Linked DNA regions of Mus musculus: region 2 is linked to region 1. A link is a contact called in public HiChIP or PLAC-seq data. All regions are on one chromosome and are shown on one strand. The core of a region is the stretch at or near the end of the contact, and the rest is flanking DNA. Distances in the headings are between cores, read along the strand shown. Region 1 overlaps Rims2 (regulating synaptic membrane exocytosis 2). Region 2 overlaps Dpys (dihydropyrimidinase).

Evidence for each region. HiChIP or PLAC-seq counts read pairs in DNA pulled down with a chosen protein or histone mark.
Region 2: a contact with region 1 is called in an H3K27ac HiChIP or PLAC-seq map of embryonic stem cells, with 16 times the contacts expected there. The contact joins two enhancer-like sites. A contact is called at or near these places in 3 of 484 Hi-C or Micro-C datasets (bone marrow-derived macrophages and embryonic stem cells), 6 of 115 datasets of contacts at active chromatin or transcription factors (all in embryonic stem cells) and 1 of 9 other capture datasets (pancreatic islet).

The regions. Positions count from the first base shown.
Region 1 is chr15:39,614,894-39,619,975 of GRCm38.p6, forward strand. It overlaps Rims2 (regulating synaptic membrane exocytosis 2), which reads left to right. Exons shown (of 27, transcript NM_053271.2): 22 at 1,376-1,617. Among named protein-coding and RNA genes, the nearest start is that of Dcstamp, 130 kb to the right of the region's middle. Within about 2 kb of position 3,503, at least 7 of the 459 cell types and tissues checked have an H3K27ac peak or open chromatin away from gene starts, as enhancers often do. A contact at or near this core is called in embryonic stem cells, where this site is marked.
Region 2 is chr15:39,777,996-39,783,176 of GRCm38.p6, forward strand. It overlaps Dpys (dihydropyrimidinase), which reads right to left. Exons shown (of 10, transcript NM_001164466.1): 10 at 4,702-5,114. Among named protein-coding and RNA genes, the nearest start is that of Gm16291, 16 kb to the right of the region's middle. Within about 2 kb of position 3,241, at least 16 of the 459 cell types and tissues checked have an H3K27ac peak or open chromatin away from gene starts, as enhancers often do. A contact at or near this core is called in embryonic stem cells, where this site is marked.

The sequences.
Region 1 (5,082 bases), core at 2,253-4,752:
AAATAAGGGAACTTAAGTTACAGAAAATCAAAACGGTTCTGCCAAGGTTACATGGTTAGGCAGGAAAGGCAAAGATCAAACTCATGGTGTCCTGAATCAGTGCTATGTACTTTTCCAGCACTGTGAACGGTCTGTAATAAAACCATTTAGACATTTTAATTCTTCTATATTTTTCATTCACAAATATAAATTTCATTACTACTGTTGGTAATACATTTTGGAGGGCTTTACCCTCTCCATATTCCCAAATATTATAATTTTCCTTTATCAGCTTTTTCTTACAAACTATGTAAAATAAATATTGTTTTGTAAATGATAAACCTAAAGCTCAGAGTAGAAAGAATCCTTCTTTATAATGTGTCCCAGAGGTCGCAGCACAGCTGGGATTCAACTGTGTAACAGCCTCCCACAGAACTTCACTCTATTTTCTCTTATTTATTAAGAGAACAAATTTAAAATTGTTAGTGTGAGGCACTGTAAAAATAGAAACACCGATTTTTCTCCCTGCCTCCTTTCTCATTGGAATTAATATGAGGGATTAAGTAGTTCAATGTAGTTTTAAATTTTCACGCTGGCCTTTATCCTTTTAAATACTTAGAGATATTTTTGTCTATTAGGTTTTTCTTTCTTTCTTCTGTTATTCATGTGCTGAACAGTCCCATCCACTCCTTATCAGGGCCAAAGTAAAGCACAAATGATGACTCCAATGCCAAACCAAAATGATAACACACACCCAAGTTTCCCAATTGAGTTCTTCACACAGCCCCAGGTTTACAAAGAGCAGCTGGGGAGCATGCGCAGAAGTTTCAGCCCCACTCTGCCGCCTACCACTGCCCAGGAGCTGGGAAGCTCCAGTGGCCCGTCGTCTTCAGTTTATTCCCTCTGCGGTATTAGCCTTGCAGAGAGTCTAGTCCACTCCCATGTTTCAGTGGTTCGTTATTTGCTTTCTGACTCTATCTAAACATATGTGGGAAGTCTTTATTTTTGAAAACTTGAACTAAGACAGTAATTCCAAAATTAAGTAAAGAGAAACATTTTTTTAATGCTTAAAACTAATAAAAATAGCCCTCTTAGAAAATTAACCGTTATTAAATACCTTAAAGCATCCCACCTCCAGGGTGCTAGGACTAAAAGTGGGCGCCACAATGCCTGACAAGTCTGCTTTTTGGATAGCTGCCTTATGTATTATAGTTGTTTGGATAGTGAATAAAACATATTTGAGATTATACTACTTGAAAAACTTTAAATCCTAAAAATGCATTCCAAAAAATGATAAAATTTGATTGTTGTATTCCTGATGCTTCATCTAAAATACCTCTTCTGTCTTTTCCCTTGCCACTCTCATCTTCATTTATAATGATCCACCGGCTGACAGTGTCTTTACATCCAAAATGCAAAACAGACAGATGGGCGTGTCGGGGAAGAACTTGACCAAAAGCACCAGCATCAGTGGAGACATGTGCTCACTGGAGAAGAATGACGGCAGCCAGTCCGACACTGCAGTGGGCGCCCTGGGTACCAGTGGCAAGAAGCGGCGATCTAGCATTGGGGCCAAAATGGTAGCTATTGTTGGTCTCTCACGGAAAAGTCGCAGTGCCTCTCAACTCAGCCAAACCGGTAGGAATTTTTATGTTACTCTTGACTTCTTATTTGAGTTGTTGTTACAATACGCATTTTTTTTTCATGTCATTTTATCACAGTAGTGTGTGGATGCTGACATCGTCAAGAGGAAAGGAACAGTTTTAGACTAGTTCATCCCTTTGAAATGAAACAGTGATTTTTTTTTTTCCAGCGATCAAATGAAATGAAACAGTGATTTTTCTTTTTCCAGTGATCAAACAGCCTGCTTCAAAGTGAACTTTGGCCACTGTAGGAAATGTGTCTTTGCTCCCCAGGGGAGAAGCCCTGTCATTAATGGCTGCCTCTGATGCCTGGGAGGCACCTTTGATCTGTGGGCTTTCGCTTTCTCCTAGGCTCCTCACTGTGAAGCTTACCACATTAATTTTCATCCCCAGCAATTTGCAATGGAGATGACACCTCATATTTTGTTTATTGCTGACGACCTAACTTTCTTTTCAGCTTGTAAGCACCATTCACCAGTACTATCAATTTCCTCACTAAGTCTTCATTTCCTCCAGAAATCTTCAAACACCAGTGTTCTTCAGCTGCTGGGACCTAAAGGGTTTTTTTCTGCTGACAGTGAAGATATCTGAGGCTTTGCTACTTTAAAATTTGGTTTCTAATTACATCGGCAAAAATAAATTATATACAAAACTCCTACTCAGGAAAGCCACTGTTAGCAATTAAGAAATTTGTGAGTCAAAGCAGTGTCTTTTTTTCAAATAGATGTTGCTAATTAAACATTAAAACCCTGGTATCTTGAAAATAATAGCATATCTTCTACAAACAAAGGCATGTAATATGGTGTTCTTTTATAGCAAAATAAATTATAGGCAACTGGATTAAATCTAATTTCTGTTTGAATACTAGGGGCTTTTATTGGAAGTCAGAGTATATATCTACAACACAAAATAATTTAAGTTTGTATTACTCAAGGACCCGGCTCATCTTGGTTTTGCAAATCATACTTTCAAACCATATTGAAATAGTTATTTGATAATATTTGTTAAATTCTGGTTTCAACACTCTGTATTGATGTAGATTTTGTTATTGAAATTTTTCCTTGGTGTTTTAAAATGCTATTTCTAATGTTTATATTTTAGTTCACAGATGCACATATTACCATTAAATTATTTCAAAATTACCTAATATTTACACATAATTAAATGTTGTCTTGGCATAACTGATGGTGGGATTTTGATTGACAGATGTCTGTGTACTTCCTAGCAATTAAAACTGTATTGCAGTTCCTTATTGAAAATGTGCAAACATTTGTAAATCTGAAATTGATCTAAAATAGTCTATATTTTTAAAAAGAATTAGAAATGAACAAAAAAATGGTGAAGAAAAGCAGGTCTCTGGCTATTGAGATGCATTAGGACAGAAGCAAAGCAGTCCTTATACTGCAGAAAACCAGGGCACAGTGTGCTGGGCACTCCACCCAGGCTTGAGAAAGACATTACAGGATGAAGATGCCATGGTGTTTAACTCCGTGGAAACAGTAAGCAATGCCGACACTATGAAATATCACATTCAATTAACATGAAATTTTGTGTCAGTAAAAAAACAAAACAAAACACTTTTTTTATTAAAGTGAAAAATAAGACTAAAACTTAGATAATATCTCATATTAACCTATATAATAAATTTCACTTAATGAAAATTTTGGCAAATATTGAGCACTTACATATCAGATACATCAAGCACAAAGACAAGCAAAAGTCATTTGTTCATATGTTGCTCCCAGAGTCTATGTCGGTGGCAGAACATTCACGCACTGACCACTGTAGAAGTGAGGAAATAAAGGGGTGGCTCAAAGCTTCCCCCAGATATGCATCCGTGGTAGATCACCATGCTCTTGACACCTATTGTAGGCAGGAGAGAAGTGTGTGGGGAGGTGTGAACCTGATTCAGAACCTTGATCTGATATCTGTGGGAATCCCCAGGACAGATATCCCAAACATGCCAACTAAACCCGTCTACTTCCTGACAGAAATATGAGGGTTACAAAGCTCAGTTACAAAGTTAACAACTGAAATCATGTAAGAAGAGCACTATAGATAAGAGCAGTAAACTGAGACAATACACTTTAGAGGACTGAGTTTTAAGGTGGGTTCAGGGAGGAGGTTGCAGAGAGGAGACATGCTTTCTATGTATAGTCATAGAGTTTTATCTTTACAAATACTGTGATGTTGGGGAACCCAAATTTTTTAAATGTTTACTGTTATGTAGACTTTTTCTATGTATTAGAGCTTAGAACATAAGGCCTCTTTGTCATTGTTTCCATTAATTATTCAGAAGTACTATATTGTAAAATTCTTAATCATGTTTAAAATTGGCAATTATTCCTAAGCACGAACTTAGTAGTTTTGACCTAGTAACAGCAGAATTTAGATCATCTATGTTCAACTACAGAAACACTAAGAAACTCTGTAATATACATAGCTACTGCACACATAATCGTGTGTGTGTGTGTGTGTGTGTGTGTGTGTAAACAGGCCCTCCTTTAACTCATCATCTTTCCTAATAAACAATTGAGTCCATGTATTCATGGGTGCCCGGCTCTCCACTGGATTACCTAGTAGTGGCCATACTCTCCAAAGAAAGTCCCTCTTTCTTCTAAGGTAGGAGTGGGTTAATGTACATCAGATGTTTCCACATCACCGTCTCATTTAGTAGTGTCTTACTGTTATTGCATATGCAGAGAATAAAACTCTTTAAAGGTGGCTGATTGGTGGTGGCTCACCCCTACACTCAGGAGGCCAGCCTGATCTACAAAGCGAGTTCCAGGACAGCCAGAGCTACACAGAGAAACCCAGTATTGAAAAAATAAAAACAAACAAAAGTCTTAAAAGTTATTTTTAAGGAAATGTCCTTTACATCTGCAAATGCAAATTGTCATATCTTCTCCCTTTCTATACATGCAGGTTTTAAGTTATTCATTTGCTAGAGAATTTGGGTGTTGTTTTATTTGCTTTCCTGTCACAAATTGAATCACTTGGGTTCTAATTCTAATTTAATCACTTGGGTACTAAGATTATTATCTGTATTTTACAAAAATACTTTATAGCATCTGAAAAAGACTTTTTGCAACTAATGTAGCATATTTCAGACTCCATGAGGTAGAACATAGGTACCAACATATGTACAACACGAGGGCGGGGGGGGGGGGCTCATTTGGACTACTACTTAATGTTAATAGTAAAGGGGGATAGAAAAGATGAGATATCAAAATACTATAATGCAGTTTTAAAGTCACTATATCTACATACTTCCTTTTTTATTTTTATTTTTATTGGATATTTTCTTTATTTATATTTCAAATGTTATCCCCTTTCCCGGTTTCTCTCCCTCCTGGACACCCTATCCCATCCTCTCTCCCACTGCTTCTATGAGGGCATACCTCCACCTACCCACCCACTCCCACCTTCCCACCCTCAGTTCCCCTACCCTGGGGCATCT
Region 2 (5,181 bases), core at 1,991-4,490, 160 kb after region 1:
AGCCCTGCCAGGCATTTCCAGATACTTCCACTGCAATGCTTTGCTCCCCCAGACTCATTTCCTGTCTCCTTAATGTGCTGTAAACTTCTCTTCTCTCCACAGACCTGTGCCAAGACGTAAATATTGATCAGAGGGGTGTGTGTGCGCGATTTCTTAAGAATGGAAAACAAGCCTTCCTGCAACAAGAGTTCCCAAGACAACTGAATTATTTATAGTGAGATTGGCCCCAAGGAGTAAGGCCTCACAGAGTACTGCAAGTCACTCAAGAAAGCAGAACTTGGGGAGGTGGGGACCAGGAGTGTGAAAAACTCATAACTCATTTCTCTGAGGTGCAGAGGGACATGCGTAAGAATGGCTACAGGAACAGGGTTGAGGGAGGAGGCAGGCTGAGGGTTTGGCAGTCAAGTCTGCAACAGGTCCAGCTGGAATGGCTTGGTAGCCAGGAGGCTGTGGTGATGCCTGCTTTCCTGCAGTCCCTTCCCAGGGCTTTGCAGTGGCAGGGGACTGGCACAGGCTGTATAATGTGCCAGGTGCTTGCTCACTCACTCCCTTCCGGCTCTGTGTTGGCTACTCTGTGCTTTCGCCTCTGCCTCACCACATCCCTTCAACTCTACTGCTGACCGCATCTCCACAGTGACTCAGTTCCCTGCTGATCAGTGCAGGCTATTGGAACCTAAACCACCGTAAAACATGGTGTCCAGAGCTATCAGTAGCTGGACAGATATTCTCTTTCGGGTGAAAAGGATTCTGTCCTCTCTGAGAATGTGGGTTCTTTGTGTGTCCTGTTTGGGGCATGGAGAACCTTCTGACTTACATTTGCATCACAACATTTGCGTTACAACAGTTATTTACAAATAGACTGGGGTTTACATCTTGAGTCACCAAATGCCATCACGTTGGGCAATTGCTAAACCTCTCTGAGTTTTGGCTTTCTCATTGTAATTAGAAGCAGTGCCTTCTCAGAAGCTTGTAGGCAGAATAAGGTGATAGAGTCCACACAGAGCTTATAGCCCTGGTACAGGCACATAATATCATAAAGGCCTAATAGGGGTTTACCATTTAGGAACTATTGAGCACATTTAAGGTTTCATTAGAGGAAAACCCAGAGGTCCTGTGTTCTTCTGGAGACTACATTCTGTTATAAGGCCAAAATAACAAAACAAACAAATAAAAACACACTTTGAAAACACCGAGCTAATATGCTCTGCCCCTCTAGCTTTTATACAAACACCCTTGTCTCAAGAGTCCTAAGGGCCTGGCCGCATGCACTTTGTAGGTTTACAGGCCCCACTGATTCACCACAGATGACTCTTACAACAGACGCAGCCCCGACCATGAACACAGTGGTTGCGTTTACTTTCATTACGCAGCACAGCCCTCTTCTCCTTGTTCACTAAATTGTTTGCCCAAGACATCCAATGCAGAGTTCCCAAGCTGCTTCCTGAACTGCTCTGTGCAGCTGTTCAGGGCCAAAGGGTCTGGTTCCATGCCCTGCAAACAGCAGGTGCTCAATAAATGATGGCAGGGTCTCTCTGTTTATAAGACTTGTCCACAGAAAGAAGTAAAAGGAGAGAATTGGTTTGACAAAAAGAAATCTAATTATTATATTGTGTGGCTTCTGGTTCCAACCCAGCGTGAGGAAGTTGGAAAGGAAGAGGGAGAAAGCCCGGTGAGGAAGAACAGGAGGGGATGCCTCTGGACTAACACAGAGAGCCAGGGCATTATACATAGTGCCTGAGTTGTATCAACTTGACAGATGGGCATTAGAGTCATCAGAGAGGAAGGAGCCTCAGGTGAGAAAATGCCTCCATGAGATCCAGCTGTAAGGCATTTTCTGAATTAGAGACCAAGGTGGGGAGGGCCCTCCATTGTGGGTAGTGCCATCCCTGGGCTGGTGGGCCTGGATTCTATAAGAGAGCAGTCTGAGCAGGCCACGTGAAGCAAGTCAGTAAGCAGCACCCTTCCATGGCCTCTGCACCAACTGCAAGTAGGAAGCCTAACAAAGACATTAGTTTTTAACTCTTCTTGCATAGAAAATAATCTTAGCTACTGCATTTTATCAGTAGAAGAACTGAAACTGAGAACGTTTCTATGTCTTGCTCAGCTGGTTCAAATGCAGCTTTTGTAGCCTCCCAGCTTTTGACAAAGCCCCCAGTTCTCCCTCTTCCTACAGAGGGAGAAGAGTTCCTGCTGAGATGTAGCTGTCACTCTGCTTCCATCTCCCATGCTCCAAATGTATCCCTGCTCATTTCACTCGTGGTGCCCACATCCTGGCCTTCATCCACTGACGTCTCCAAGATGGCTGAATGCTCTCATCTGTGCCTGGGTTTGAACCACCTCCCTTTTCATAGCTTCCATTCTGCCACCACTAAGGGCTTGGTTCTCTCAGATGTCGTGAACTTCAAGGAAAGAACAAAACGGCCTAGGCTTTCTGGGCAGCCATTTTTATTGACTCATCACCTTGCCAGCAATGGGCACTGGCATTTGCAGACTGTGTAGGGCTTGGGTAATGTAAGACCCAAAGAGCCTTACATCCAGGATGTCCAACTCACAGAAACTAGGAGACTGAGATTGCTGCAACAAGCAAGAGGCTTATTGATCCAGAACACTGGGGCTGTCCTGCAATCAGGGCAGAGGCAAGTCCAAGTCTCCTAAGCACACACTTTTTATACAGTTTAAGGGTAGGCCTTGATTACAACAAGAGTGTTTAAGCCCACTGTTTGCTGGATCTGACCTTTTCATTCCCCCTTTAGAAATGGTAATTAGCCTCTCCCTTCCAGGGAGGCAAGTGTTTCTGAGACCTTCCCTAAGCAGCATTGATGGCCTTGGGGGAGGTGAGGTCTTAGTCACCAGAAGAGGGGACTGAAACTTTCTTGGTCATTATTTGCACCTGCCTTACCTTCAGAGCTTCCATGTAAAGCTTGTTTTGCTGGGTCATTCCGGGAAGGGAGCTTTCTATCGGAAGATCACCAGGAAGGTCTTTCAGCAGACATCTTATTAAGGTCACACATTCCCACAGTATCATGGGCCTCAGGGTACTCCCAGGGAGACTCTTGGTTTTTGTTTGTTTGTTTGTTTGTTTGTTTTTGTCACGTGAATGAAGAAACTGAGGTTTAGGAAGATCAATCAAACTTCATAAGGAAAAAGAGCTTGGTCTCCCAGGCCATCTGGAATATACAAAGGGAGTCTCATGTGCATTTCCAAGGACTTAGCTGGAGCCCACGTGACTTTCCTCTCTCTTAGAGAGCTGTGTAGCTCCAGGATTGGTGTCTGCTTCACAGAAGACTCTCTCACTTCATTTGTATCCACTGAAGAACTGGGCAGGAATTCCTTTATTTCCTCTCTTATTTAAAAACTGTGAAGTATCCACGGAGTGCCCATAACTGACCACACACTGTGCTGGGTGTGAGGGAGAGCCAGTGAGCTAGACAAGCCCCTCCTGAATGACCTTTCAGCTTCTGGAGGGAGGAGGGAGGAGGGATGAGGGAGGAGACAGAGAAGTGAAGCTATCATCTATCTCAGTCCCTCAGTGAGTGTGCTTGGGGGAATTGGCTTCAGCAGTGTGATTCTGAAGTCTGGGGATGTTGACCCCACTGACCTAGGATGACATCATGTTAACTACCCATGCTCACCCTCCCTTACACTATTACACTTGAACCCAACTCCTGATCACTTTTATCTCCTAATGAGAAGTAAATGCTGTGTAGCATCCACAGATACGAAGGATAACGGTACGCTGCAGGAGTTAAGGCATCCTGTGGACTGGATGCTGGGCCCTTCCATGGAGCTGCATAAAAGAAGGACCATCCTACCTAGGAAAGCATCCAGGAGACAGTGACATTTCCAGTGAACAGTAAATGCTGTGTGAGGATTGACTTCTGGGTAAGAAAGCAGCTTACTTACTCACTGGTAAAGGAGTCTGTGTTCTAATGTAGAGCTGCCTTTGTCAAACAAAGTGTATGGATAAGGGGCTGGAGAGATGGCTCAGCAGTTAAGAGCACTGACTGCTCTTCCAGAGGACCTGAGTTCAATTCCCAGCAACCATGTGGTGGCTCACAACCATCGGTAAATGGGACCTGATGCCCTCTTCTGGTGTGTCTGAAGAGAGTGATGGTGTACTCATATACATAAAATAAATAAATAGATAAATAAGTCTTTTTAAAAAGTGTAGGGATAAAAAAATAATAAAACGTTTTGCAGTATCTTTTAACCTGAGGGAAAAAAGAATTGGAGTTTAATTGAGCTGAAGATTTCTCTTCAGGTGCAGCTTACCATCCTTTCTTCTGGGCGCTGAGATCAAATGACGCTGAGCTCCGCCCATCCTTCCTTAAAGGAACCACACATCCTCTCCTGGGCTCTTACTCCAGAGTGTGGGTACATCCAAAGAGAAGCCCAGCTTTGCCGCACAGAGGGACCAAGGCACAAGAAAGGACTTGGGAGGAACAGATCAACATGATATCCTCATGCGATGCCAGTTCCATCGAATCCCCTCAAATCCTGAATCTATCCATATGATTGGATATTTTGCTTCGGACTCATTTAATGGTGGAGTACTGGATCTGGTTTCTTTAGACCCATCATGGGACTTGACTTACAGGTGACACTGATACACAAGAAATCACGTTCTCTCGTCATGACCAATCCAGGGTCCTAGTCCCACCTACTAGGTAGAGGGACACACATGGAACTCAGACACTAGAATACAGAATGAAGCTCCCAATGTTTATTAATTGTGGTGAAATGTAAAATCACAGTGATTTTTTTCAAACAAATATAGACATTAAAACAAAACAAATAAAACCTTTACACTGGAAAGAAATCTTTAAGGATCCAAAGAAAGAAATCTAGTGTACAGAAAGATGGCATTTGAAAGGAATCTCCAGTGAGTCTTCACGCAGACGTCCCGTCCCAGTAATGCTCATTTATATCTTCAGTCTTCCACAGCAACAAAGGCACAGTGAGGCAGACAGCTATTGCTTTTGAGAGAAAAATCAAAGAGGCCTAGAGCAATGATTTTTCCTAAAGGATCTTGGGGAGTTGAAATAGCAGGTGTTTCTCCAGGGGTTGGCGGCATGGCGGGAAGAGGCGCCTCAGAGCCTTTGCTCTGCCTTTGCCTTTGAAGAGAATAAAAGGCACTCAGTGTAACATTCTCTCTCACAAAGAGACACTGGATTCAAGCTA